Regions from separate parts of the Drosophila melanogaster genome. Here region 1 is linked to region 2. Evidence: chromatin contacts called from public Hi-C data. All regions are on one chromosome and are shown on one strand. Each heading gives the region's core, a stretch centred on a gene start, on an enhancer-like site or on the middle of the called end of the contact. The rest is flanking DNA. Distances are from core to core; before and after follow the strand shown.

Evidence for each region. Hi-C and Micro-C count contacts between places; a contact is called where the count stands out from the background.
Region 1: a Hi-C map of the Kc167 cell line shows a contact between it and region 2, with 2.4 times the contacts expected there. The contact joins the promoter of CG6465 here to the promoter of jumu in region 2. A contact is called at or near these places in 16 of 107 Hi-C or Micro-C datasets (the Kc167 cell line, the S2 cell line, brain and 6 more) and 1 of 6 datasets of contacts at active chromatin or transcription factors (the Kc167 cell line).

Annotation. Positions count from the first base shown.
Region 1 is chr3R:10,675,212-10,680,731 of dm6, forward strand. It overlaps CG6465, which reads right to left and starts at 2,040. Exons shown (of 6, transcript NM_141747.3): 1 at 1,859-2,040; 2 at 1,439-1,783; 3 at 1,231-1,377; 4 at 883-1,166; 5 at 692-825; 6 at 349-633. The coding sequence starts at 1,949. The coding sequence ends at 429. It overlaps Phyhd1 (Phytanoyl-CoA dioxygenase domain containing 1), which reads right to left. Exons shown (of 3, transcript NM_001104270.2): 2 at 3,136-3,793; 3 at 2,526-2,860. The coding sequence ends at 2,676.
Region 2 is chr3R:10,348,912-10,353,917 of dm6, forward strand. It overlaps jumu (jumeau), which reads left to right and starts at 1,271. Exons shown (of 3, transcript NM_079578.3): 1 at 1,271-1,676. The coding sequence starts at 1,617. CG31406 reads left to right here. Exons shown (of 5, transcript NM_169341.3): 1 at 1-206; 2 at 269-571; 3 at 634-696; 4 at 757-828; 5 at 885-1,099. The coding sequence starts at 9. The coding sequence ends at 998.

The DNA of each region.
Region 1 (5,520 bases), core at 790-3,289, 330 kb after region 2:
TAACGTTAATCCATTTTCAATTTCAACCGCCGACATTGAAGCGAACAAGTACTAAATAAATGGTTACTGTCCTCGCTTTAGCTTAGCCCAGTTCTGCTCCGTGTTCGGGTACGCGCTAAACATAGTAGTGACGCGCACCAAATATCTATTACATTCGACACGTGTTTTAAACGTGTATATTCGTGTATGTAAAATTGTTGATACTATCGTGTAGAATATTTGCATGTACGTTTAGAATCTAAAGTTATATCTTATCTATAAGTTCTTATTTGTCTTTTATTAGTTTTATCTTCTCGTGTGCAAATGGAATATGAAGCAAATCCATAATAAACGAATGCTTTGCCAAATCCATTATTTTCAGGAGTTTATTTATCTTATAACTTTTATCATATACAACAAACAAAAATACAGCGTATACAAGGTATTAACTAGACATTCGCAATGTTGCTAATTATTTTCTGAAATATCTGCACACCGCGCAAATAGATATCCGCCTGAATGAACTCATCGTGATCGTGGAGCAATACAGGTGTATTATTCATGGGTGAGAAGCCCAAAGCTGGGATGCCAACGGCACGAATGTATCTGCTATCAGTTCCTCCGGTAAATATTTGCGGTTTGATGGATATGTGCCTGAAAGATTAATGATATGTTAAGATAATCAGAGGTCTTTTAAGTTAGAAGCGCTTACATCTCATCGGTAGCTTTCTTGAAAGCAAGCCAGAAGGGATTACTCCCATCGATGGCGGTGGGCGGGACTTTAGGTTGCTTCTGTTCGTAAGTGATCTCGATGCCACCACCCACGTCGGCACACCATTTGTGGAGCTATAAATATGCCAGTATCTTAGTTTACGCAACATTTAGGATGAATACAGCACCTACGTTAGCCTCAAACTCCTCAAAGTCCACATCTAGAGCCAAACGACAATCGAAGCAGACCATTAGCAAGGGAGGCACCACATTGCTCTGAACTCCGCCACCGAGTTTGGTCAAATTAATGGTCGTTACATCGCCAATGACCAACTCTGGATTATTCTGCAATCTTTGAACCTGACTCCTACGAAACTCCATCATCTTTCCGACTATATAGTTCAGTTTTTCACCAGCAGTATTGGGCAGCAAAAGCGATCCATGACCAGCAGTCCCACTGATGTTGAAATATACACCTGTTTGAAATGGTAAGTATATATATAGCAAGGGACTTAAATTTAAAATTTAATTTAAATTTACGCCAAACTGCTCGTTCTGCATAGAAAAGAGGCAGCTGCTCATCGGGTGAAGCCAATCCCTCGTCCATTGCAAATCCCACATTAAGAGCACGGAAATCTTCAGTTGGCACAAAAGGTCTCATGCCATAACGACCGCCCATTTCCTCATCTAAGTGAATGAAATATTTTAAATGTTGTATGATAGAATAGTAACTTAGAAAGTAACTGACCCGCCACAAAGGAAATGTGGATAGTTCGTTTGAATTTCGCTCCACTTCTCTTGAGCGCTCTAACTGCGGCTAGATGCTGCATTCCCACGGACTTCATATCTTGTGTTCCCCTGGCAAAAATGCGACCCTCCTCATCGATGTCGGCTCCAAATGGCGGGTGAGTCCAGTTTTCTGGAAATACGGGAACCACGTCCATGTGGGAGTTCAGCAGAATGCTGGGCAACTCGGGATTGAGTCCCTTCCATGTCAAAACCACTACGGGATTCTGTTCATTTGCCGGGTAATACACCTTCATTGGCAGATCCATCAGATTTGCCTGTCGTCTGAGAAATTCGACGCATGGTGCTGTAGAGGTAAGTGTAAGTATCTTTAAAATTGTCACTTCATTTTTCTAAAATATACTATCGTTCAGATACTAACCATAGTCCGGATCGGGATGGACACTTGGGATGCGCAGATACTCGCGAAAGTACTGTATCTCCTCATCGGATTCCCACTTGCTGGTGGCCATTTCACTTCTATATACGATCTTTTGCGGCTGACAGCTGGCAGCATACTGAGTTGTGTTAGCTAGTGTCCGAGTCGAGTTCCAGTGCCCTACTACTAATAGACTTATCTCTCACGATCGTAACGCCAACGCGCGACCCGCGAGGTGGCGGACACAGATAATTTTATCAAATTGTAAACGAGAACTTCGGATGGTGAAAAAACTCGTTTACGTCACAGTAGCGGAGGGGATCACTTGTTTTAATCAACAACAGCAATCAGTGATTGGACATCACTGTGGAAAACTAATTCTTATATTTCATACAAAAAACATTTCCAGCAATATAAGGCTTAGCTTTTATATGTAATATTTGACACAATAATCCAGGGGACTTTTTTCAACTTTATTGTGTTTTTACTGTATCAATTTGACCGTGGTCTCCCCTTCTACTCTCTATTATAGTTTAAATTTGATTCGTAGATTTGTTATAAGGTCGGTCGTTCGCCCCTTGCTATCTGTTCCCATCAACTGCTTGCTTACTGGCTCGAGCCCGAAGTACTGCTTTAAATTCAAATTTCCAGCACTGCTTGACTACTGCTTGGGACCAGTTTAAATTCAGATTTTAATACAGTAGGAAGTTTATTCTTTACATTTACAATTACATCATACATCTTGGCGTGTACAACAAAACTTAAAGAGTCACTAGAGTCTTATATGCGAAAATACCGAATAACGATCTCCACCAGACCCTTAGGCCTTGCGTTCGAAGAGGACAGGGAATGGCTTATCCTTCGGCGCCTGCAGCCAATTGTCCTCCGAATACTTGACGTTGTTCTCAGTCTCGATGACGTGGAAAGTGTAGGCGTGGCGACTCTTTTGCGAGCGATTCGGCTCACTCTTGTGCACCACATTTCCGTGGATTAGAATGCAGGTGCCTGGAAAAATTAAGTAGAACATATGTTATAATGATTTTAGAGTATTTAAACGTTTTATGGAAAAACCACGAATATAACTCTTTAGGGAACCAGACCAAAAATACAACTAAATTACACTTGGACTGATAAAAGCAGCTAACAAAATATTTACTTTGCATCTTAACCACCATAAAGATAAATTTTAAATGGGTCTACCGAAGCTGTAGTGCTCTGCAGTACTTAGAAAGTGCTTCACCTACTTTGAATTCATGATAAATTATCTTCTATCAACTTACCCTTGCTGACTTGCATTGGCGTGAAGCTGGACTGCGGATAAATGGGAGCTGCCCGATCGTAGACCATCAGTTCGCTGGCATCCTTGTCGGGATTGCGAAGGTAGCGCCTGTGGACTCCACTCTTGTGTGATCCCTTGATGAACTGCAGGCAACCATTCTGCAGGGTGCAGTCCTCGAGGGCCAGCCAAAAGCCCACTGCCGAGTTGGGATCCGTGTGCAGGAACCACGAGTCCTGATGGGGCGTCACCTCGCCACCCACTCCCGGATTCTTGTAGATGTACATACTTTGACAGACGGCCGGCTTATTGTAGTTCAACTGCCAGCAGATCTCCCGAACTCGGTTGCTAAAGGTGATGGCATTGAAGGCAGGATGCTCCACGTGCAGAGCATGCCCCACTTTGTTGAGGGCGATCATGGGATCCACCAGCAGCTGGCCCTCATCTCCCACCGCCCCCTTTTCGAAGAAGTAACGCACTTTGTCTCCCGACTCCATGAAGTACAGCTCCTTTCCCTGTGCATCCTCCTGCTTTATGGTGCTGAAGATCTTCCTGTTGTTCTGCGGAGCATCCAGGCACAGAGCTCTTCCCGCCTGGTACAGTGAGTCCACTTCCTCGGCAGTGAGGAAGTCCTCGATGACAATGTAGCCGTTTTCATTCAGCTGAAAATAGGAAAGCGGATGAAGGTTTCAGTCAATTCAAGGAATAATCTTTTTAAGCTACATATATTGCTTATCGGCTGCGCCGTCTGGTCTGGCGGGTCCGGCAATCTCTAACCGGACTCTACGGGGTCTGGAGGCATTATCGCACCAACTGACCGATTGACCGACTGCATAATGGGCACGCGCTTACTATTTCGAACTTACGGGTATTATACCATAATCGCAGCAAACTACATCGCAAAAAATTAGCAACATAAATGGGCCAATATAGAAAACTACTATTTGAAAGTATGAAAACAAATATAAGTTTTAAATAGATCGTTAACCATTTCATTGAAAATACAATAAGTATTTTTTTAAAGACTGTCCTTTTCGCTCAGTGCACTAGTTCACTTTGTTCACCTTTCTAACGTTCGCTAATTAACAAATTCCGGTGCACGTCAAAATGTTAATTCTGCCTGACATAAACCCACGAACCGAAATCCGTGCTCATTCATTGAAATCAGTCAACGTAAAATTGAAAATTCACACATTCTCTGCTCCTAGCGCATATTTTAGAAAGGGTATAGTGGATTGGCGATCGAGAACGATACTCATAGTGGCATCTAAACAAAGATAAATGATTGCTTTGTTGAACAATTAATATCTCTTAGATTTATGCCTGACTTTTCAGGAAGAGCAATAGAATTTCGACTCGCAACAAACAAATCACTTTTGTTGTGGGTGCTCTTCCATTCTTTCTCCCGGTTCCTAGTGGCATGAGTTTGGTTAAATTAAATAAATTTAAATTGCTCGAGCGAGAATTTTGAAAATGAAAAACGAGAGTAAAAATAGTCGTCGTGACTCAAAGGCAGCCGACAAAATCACCTGAAGTGATCGAAAAGACGAAAGAGATCGGGTCAGCTGTCGATCTGACGCTAACAGAACCGCGAAGATAAATCATCGGAAAAGAAAAAGAGGGGCGGGAAAGTGGGCCCATTTTCCGGATGGTGCTCTATGCACAATTTACCCGTAGATATATGTTTGTGTTTCCATTACAAAGGCGTGTGCATGGAAAATTACACCAGAGGGTCAGCAATCAGCCAGCAGTTGCATTCATCACGTATGCTCACCGTTTGTCATATAACATGCTTAGCCAGCTGATTTTGTAATCGCTTTGAATTTGATAATGGCAAGTGCTTGCAGTGAAGCTTTGTTTGCACGGGGAACTTTGCAATAGTTTGTAATCCACATGCTTAGTAATAGCTTGGTGAACTAGAACTTGGGCGTAGAATCTATTTTATGCTGAATTAAATATTCAATTCAATCAAGAAGTTGTCCAAGTGCAAACCAGTTTGTCAACAAACAATTCTAAACCATAATTAACCACCGTGTCAATTTTATGAGCCCCACACGTTGTTTGGAAACTAGTCTGGTATTAAGAGTTGTTGTTCTGTGTATTTGGTTTAACCAAATAGGTGAAATTTCCAGAATCTGAAAACATTTCCTCAATCTGCAAAAATTTCCTTGACTTTTCATTATTCTGCAGAGCAACAAAAGAATGCTTTTCCGACATTGAATTTTCCGAGCCAACGAAATGTTTATGATGCAGATGGTTGTAAATAACACGATGACTCTTTGGGAACAAGTCATCCCAGGATGAAGATGACTAACTAAGAGTGCTTCCAATAAATAATACGTTGGTTTCCAAAATATGTAGTTATATGCACACGGAAAATTTCGATCGA
Region 2 (5,006 bases), core at 21-2,520:
AACCGAAAATGGTGGTTACTCGCAGTGCAGCTACGAAGAAGCAGAACCAAGTGCTGACCTTATCTGACCAGAACATCCTAGCAGAATCTTCGAGGACCAAAGGACCTCCTGTGCCCAAGAAGAATGTTAAGAAATTGCCGACTGCACGTCAGTGTGTCAAGGTGGCTGCAAATCTTCTAGACGCACAAGAACCTAACGAAAATGAAGTAAGAAATATCCAAAGATATATAAATATTTGTTCAAACATTACAAAATATAAAATATTTAGAACACAGGAACCCAAAGGAAGGATGGAAAGCAACTGGATTCCAAATTGAGTTCCACAGTCCAAAATACAGAAGCAGCGAGGTCCAAAGAAACTCCTGCACCCAAGAAGAATGTTAAGAAACTGCAGGCTGCACTTCCGTGCGCCGACGCGGCTGCAAATCTTTTGGAGGAACAAGCATCTAATGAAATGAATGAAGAAGGACCTCCTGTGCCCAAGAAAAATGTGAAGAAACTTCCGGCTGCACGTCAGTGTGTCAAGGTGGCTGCAAATCTTCTAGACGCACAAGAATCTATCGAAAATGAAGTAAGAAATATCCAAAGATATAAAAATATTTGTTCAAACATTACAAAATATAAAATATTTAGAAAACAGGAACAAAAAGGAAGGATGGGAAGCAACTGCAGGCACAAAATTCGAATGAAAATGAAGTAAGAAATATCAAAAGATATGCATATATTAAAATATTATAAAATATATAATATATTTAGAAAACAAGCACATTAAAGAAGGATAAAAAACTACTGGCTTCCAAAACTCCAGAAGCAGCGACAAACGATAATGTAAAATGAAGATACAGATACTAATAATATTAGTATTTATAAAATTCCAATTTTAGGCAAATCCAAATATGAAACCAAGCCTAAAGAAGTCGACAAGGGAGCACAAGTCCAAAAAGTGTAATGACATTCAAAAAGCTGGAAAAGATCACATCGAACATCAAGCCGAATAATTTGTATCACGTTGCGTTAATTGTTTTTGTTTTTAAAGTTCAAAATTGATTTTAGTTGCTTTTATAAGCAAAAATATAAATATAAATAATTAAGAATACCTAATAACAAAGAATGCCGAACAGTGAGGTTACCTTTTAAAAAGCCGTTACACGCAGGGTTCGTTTCCCGGCTAAATGGTTACCCGAGCTCCCAACCTGCCACTGGTTGCGGTGCCGTGTATTGTCAACGTTTTCCAAAAACGGAGGTACGGTCACTCCAGTCTCGGGCGCTCTCATTTTTCGTTCGAATTCTGACCGGGCGGGTTTATTTTATCATTGCTCCGCGACTTCGAATACGAGACCGGTGTTGTGCGCTCCTGATAACTGCGATATATTGAGCGCGAGCGCCATGTCCTTTTGCTGGAAGTAGAATTTGAAAAGTGCAGAGATCACGGCTTGGATTGCCAAGGAACAACGGTGTTGAGACTGAATATATTTTTTGTGCGCTGTTTCGAAATAGAACCGTTAATTGGAATTGGCAGTAAGAAGCAGAGAGGCGGACGATATTCCGGTGAAATCTTCGCCAGGCGGAAACATCGATCAAAACAAAGTGCATGCTAAAAACATAAAAGATTCAACATGTTCGAACTAGAGGATTATTCGAGCGGCATACATGAGGGATTCTTCAGCAAATATGCGGTGAGTTGAAACAAAAAAGGCGAGCTAAGCGAGAATAATAACTTTTCGCGAACATTTCGCCGGCCGGCCACACGCACCCATACACTCGCATGTGCCGAGACACAGACAGGCGCAATTTTTGAATTTAACGTTCGGTCTCCACGTTCCCCACACCCCAACTGTTCCCATACCGACATGAAGAGCAAAACCCACCACCAAGAACAGTTTGGCGGCGAAACTTTGGTTCCACTCGCCATCTCGCTCGCCCCTGCGGCCAAATATTCCCCGCCTCGCTCGCTCCAAAGCTGTGTTGTTGACTCGCCAATTCGCCCTCGCCGCGTTTAACGTTTGTGTGTGTGTGTGTCTGTGTTTACATTTGATCGTTAAACTTTGAAAAATTTCTTTTTCGCCCAAAAAATTGATGATTAATTACAACCGGAACAGCGGAGCGCCGATAAAAAATAATGGAAGTATAGTACCATTGCGTTTGAGGAAGTCTGCTGTTTATTTTGGGGGTTACTAACTCGGCTAGCCGCAGAATTCACCTCTGTTAAGCGACTGTTATTTGCACTTAATTGTGGACATCAATTCACTTTTCACGGGAGGGGATTGCCTGTATTATTCTACTTGTATTATTAAGACACTTGGAGTATTTTACTTTGGCGCACACAGCACAAGTCTTTCTTTTGTTGTAGCCATTCGCAATTATTTGGCTTATTTATTTTCTGTCACACACAGCGGCGGATGAAACAATAGCACACCTTATAATATATTATTTCTTGCAATTTATAAGGTTTAAGAATTTCTTATCTTCATTTTCAAAGAGTAACTCTATAATATAACACAGTATGAGAGGAGAAGGTACCAAAGATTTTTTTTTAACTAAAAGGATTATTTCTTCGGCATAAATTTACTTGTATAATGTTAGAGAGTTTCTCTGGTCGAGTATTCACTGTAGAGTTACGTTATCACATTCTACAGTTTAGCACAGGTTAATAAATTTGCAGTCCTATTTCCTTGGCCGCCAATATGCGCTGAGTACTTTAGTGTGTTTCTCCGCCGGTTCGCTGAGTTTTTCGTCTGGTGGCCTCTTCTTCGGCTTTTGCGTTTTAAACTTTTTGAAGGCCAAGCGTTCACCTCGAATCTCTCGGTTTTCATCTGTTTTAGTCACAGTCCAACCAAGTGGCTAATGATTTTGGGCCAGAAAGTGGGGGTATGGCTTTGAAGTTTGGGCTAAACTGACCGCCTAAATTGTCAGTCCGTCAGAGGAACTGACCTCCAGCAAAGTTTGCACATTTTCAATAGAAAATCAAACGAACGGACTTGGGAAAACACGTGCGCCTGTTACTTGCAACATGCAAAACTCCACACACGCACGCACGCACAATCTACAAGTGTTGCGAATTCCCAGTAAGCGTGTGCGTGTGCGAAGGGGAACAAAGAAAAGCAAACAAAATAAATCGTTTCATCTTGTACGCTTGTGTAAGTGCGAGAACAAAAGAAAACCAAAAAGCAACAGTCGACAATAATTCCCACATCAAAAGCTTTTCTCCCACCTTCTCCATCTCTTTCGCACTGTTCTCTTTCGTCTCCGAGGTTTCGGCAACCTTTGTTGCAGCAACATGGCAGCAAAGAAAGAAATTAGTGAAACAAAAATCAAAGCAAAAAGCCAACAAAGAACAACTTCAAAGTTCAACGCGCTTTCCACTGGGGCCTTTCAAATGGGGCGATTTCAGTGGGTGGCGGCACACCTACCCCAAAATGCGCAGTAGGTGGGAAAGAGATGGGCGCACAAGGATTGTGGGAGGACTGCCACTTGTCTGCATTTCGCTCTGCTGCCGAATATGAGCGCCCAGCTGTATGCCGCATAGATTTTCTCACGGCCCCAGCGCACACACACCCATACACATATTGGTACAAACACTAGTCTGGGGGCAGTTGCTATTACCCATATAAAACTTCAGAGCGCCTAAATCGTGTAATACCAAAAAGATACTTGAAACTATGCAAAGTAAGATATAGACTAATTTAAATACAACTTATTATGTGTCCACATGTCATTTGCATTTTGAAGAAATGCATTGGCTTCTCTCCCTTTCTTCTTTCTATAAGAAAATGTAAATCTCCATGAAGCCAACTGTTTGTTTGTATGGCAATTAAGTTAATGAACAAAGAAGTTATGGAGCTTGTGTAATTCGTAAAAATCGTAAGATGCCTCACCAAACCAACTAATTGCCCCAAAAAACCCTCACAGTCTCAGCAAATGGACTTCCAGGCTAAAAATAAACATTTGGCAAATCTGATTTCTTGAAACACATGCAGTTAATGAATGAAATAACCCGGAGAATCTGCCGATTTACTTCCCGCTAAACCGAGAGATTTGAAAACGATTTACGACCCTGGATCATCCTGTGTGTTTAAGGATGTTACTTTGCGTTGGGAATCGGTCGGCAATTCAGGCAAGCGACTTTTATTGCACCATAAAGTAATTTACAAATGGGCGCTCATGACCTCAGGGAAGATTCGTCCAGAAAGGTCCACGGAAATCGTTGGTTTTACCTGAGTGAGGGATTCCATTGCATTCCATTCCTTACCATCCTCCTCCCATCATTATTTACCATCTCTTCTTGTGTTTTCTCTGTGTGTCAGCAGAGTGATTTCCTTCGGAGGTGAAAGGCGGAGAAAGATGGAAAATATGTGCAACAAAAGAAACGAAGCAGATGCAGGAAATGCAGGAGAACACTTACAACCATCGCCAGTGACGAATCCTGCCGAGAAAGGACGAAAATACCCTCGTCGGCAGCTCCTTGGTTCGTTGCACAACTTGAAAAGGCCAACTGTAGGCAGCTGCAACAGAGCAGCAAAAACTTTTTATGGCCTACGGTGGGTTGTATGGGAGGGGGTGCTGAAATACGGGAGTGGTGGCGGTGTCTGTAAGCCTCGTCGAAGTTTTACTGACAACTTTTGCATTTTCCTTTAATCCCCCCGATAACCAAAAGCAGCTTGCTGTGAACTTTGCTCGCCTGTTTGATGCATTTTTATTTCGGCACATTTTTTCGAGAATTTTTTGGGGGGGCAGAAAAATGGGGAAAAGAAAAAAAATACAAAATAAAGTTGAGGTGTGGGGGCAAAGGAAGGTGGGCAGGCTTTTCAAACTGACTACCTAGGCCTTTTCCTCGTGTTTCTGAACGCCGCATTCGAAAGCCGGTTGATTTATTACGTCTCTCGTGCTGAGGGATTTATTAACCCTTCACCCGCACACTGTCCTCGTTTTCCCCCATTTGAAAAAGGTGCGGAAAGTGGCAATTCCTTGGCTGTAAACTAATTAGAGCCAGGAAGTTAGCTTTCCGT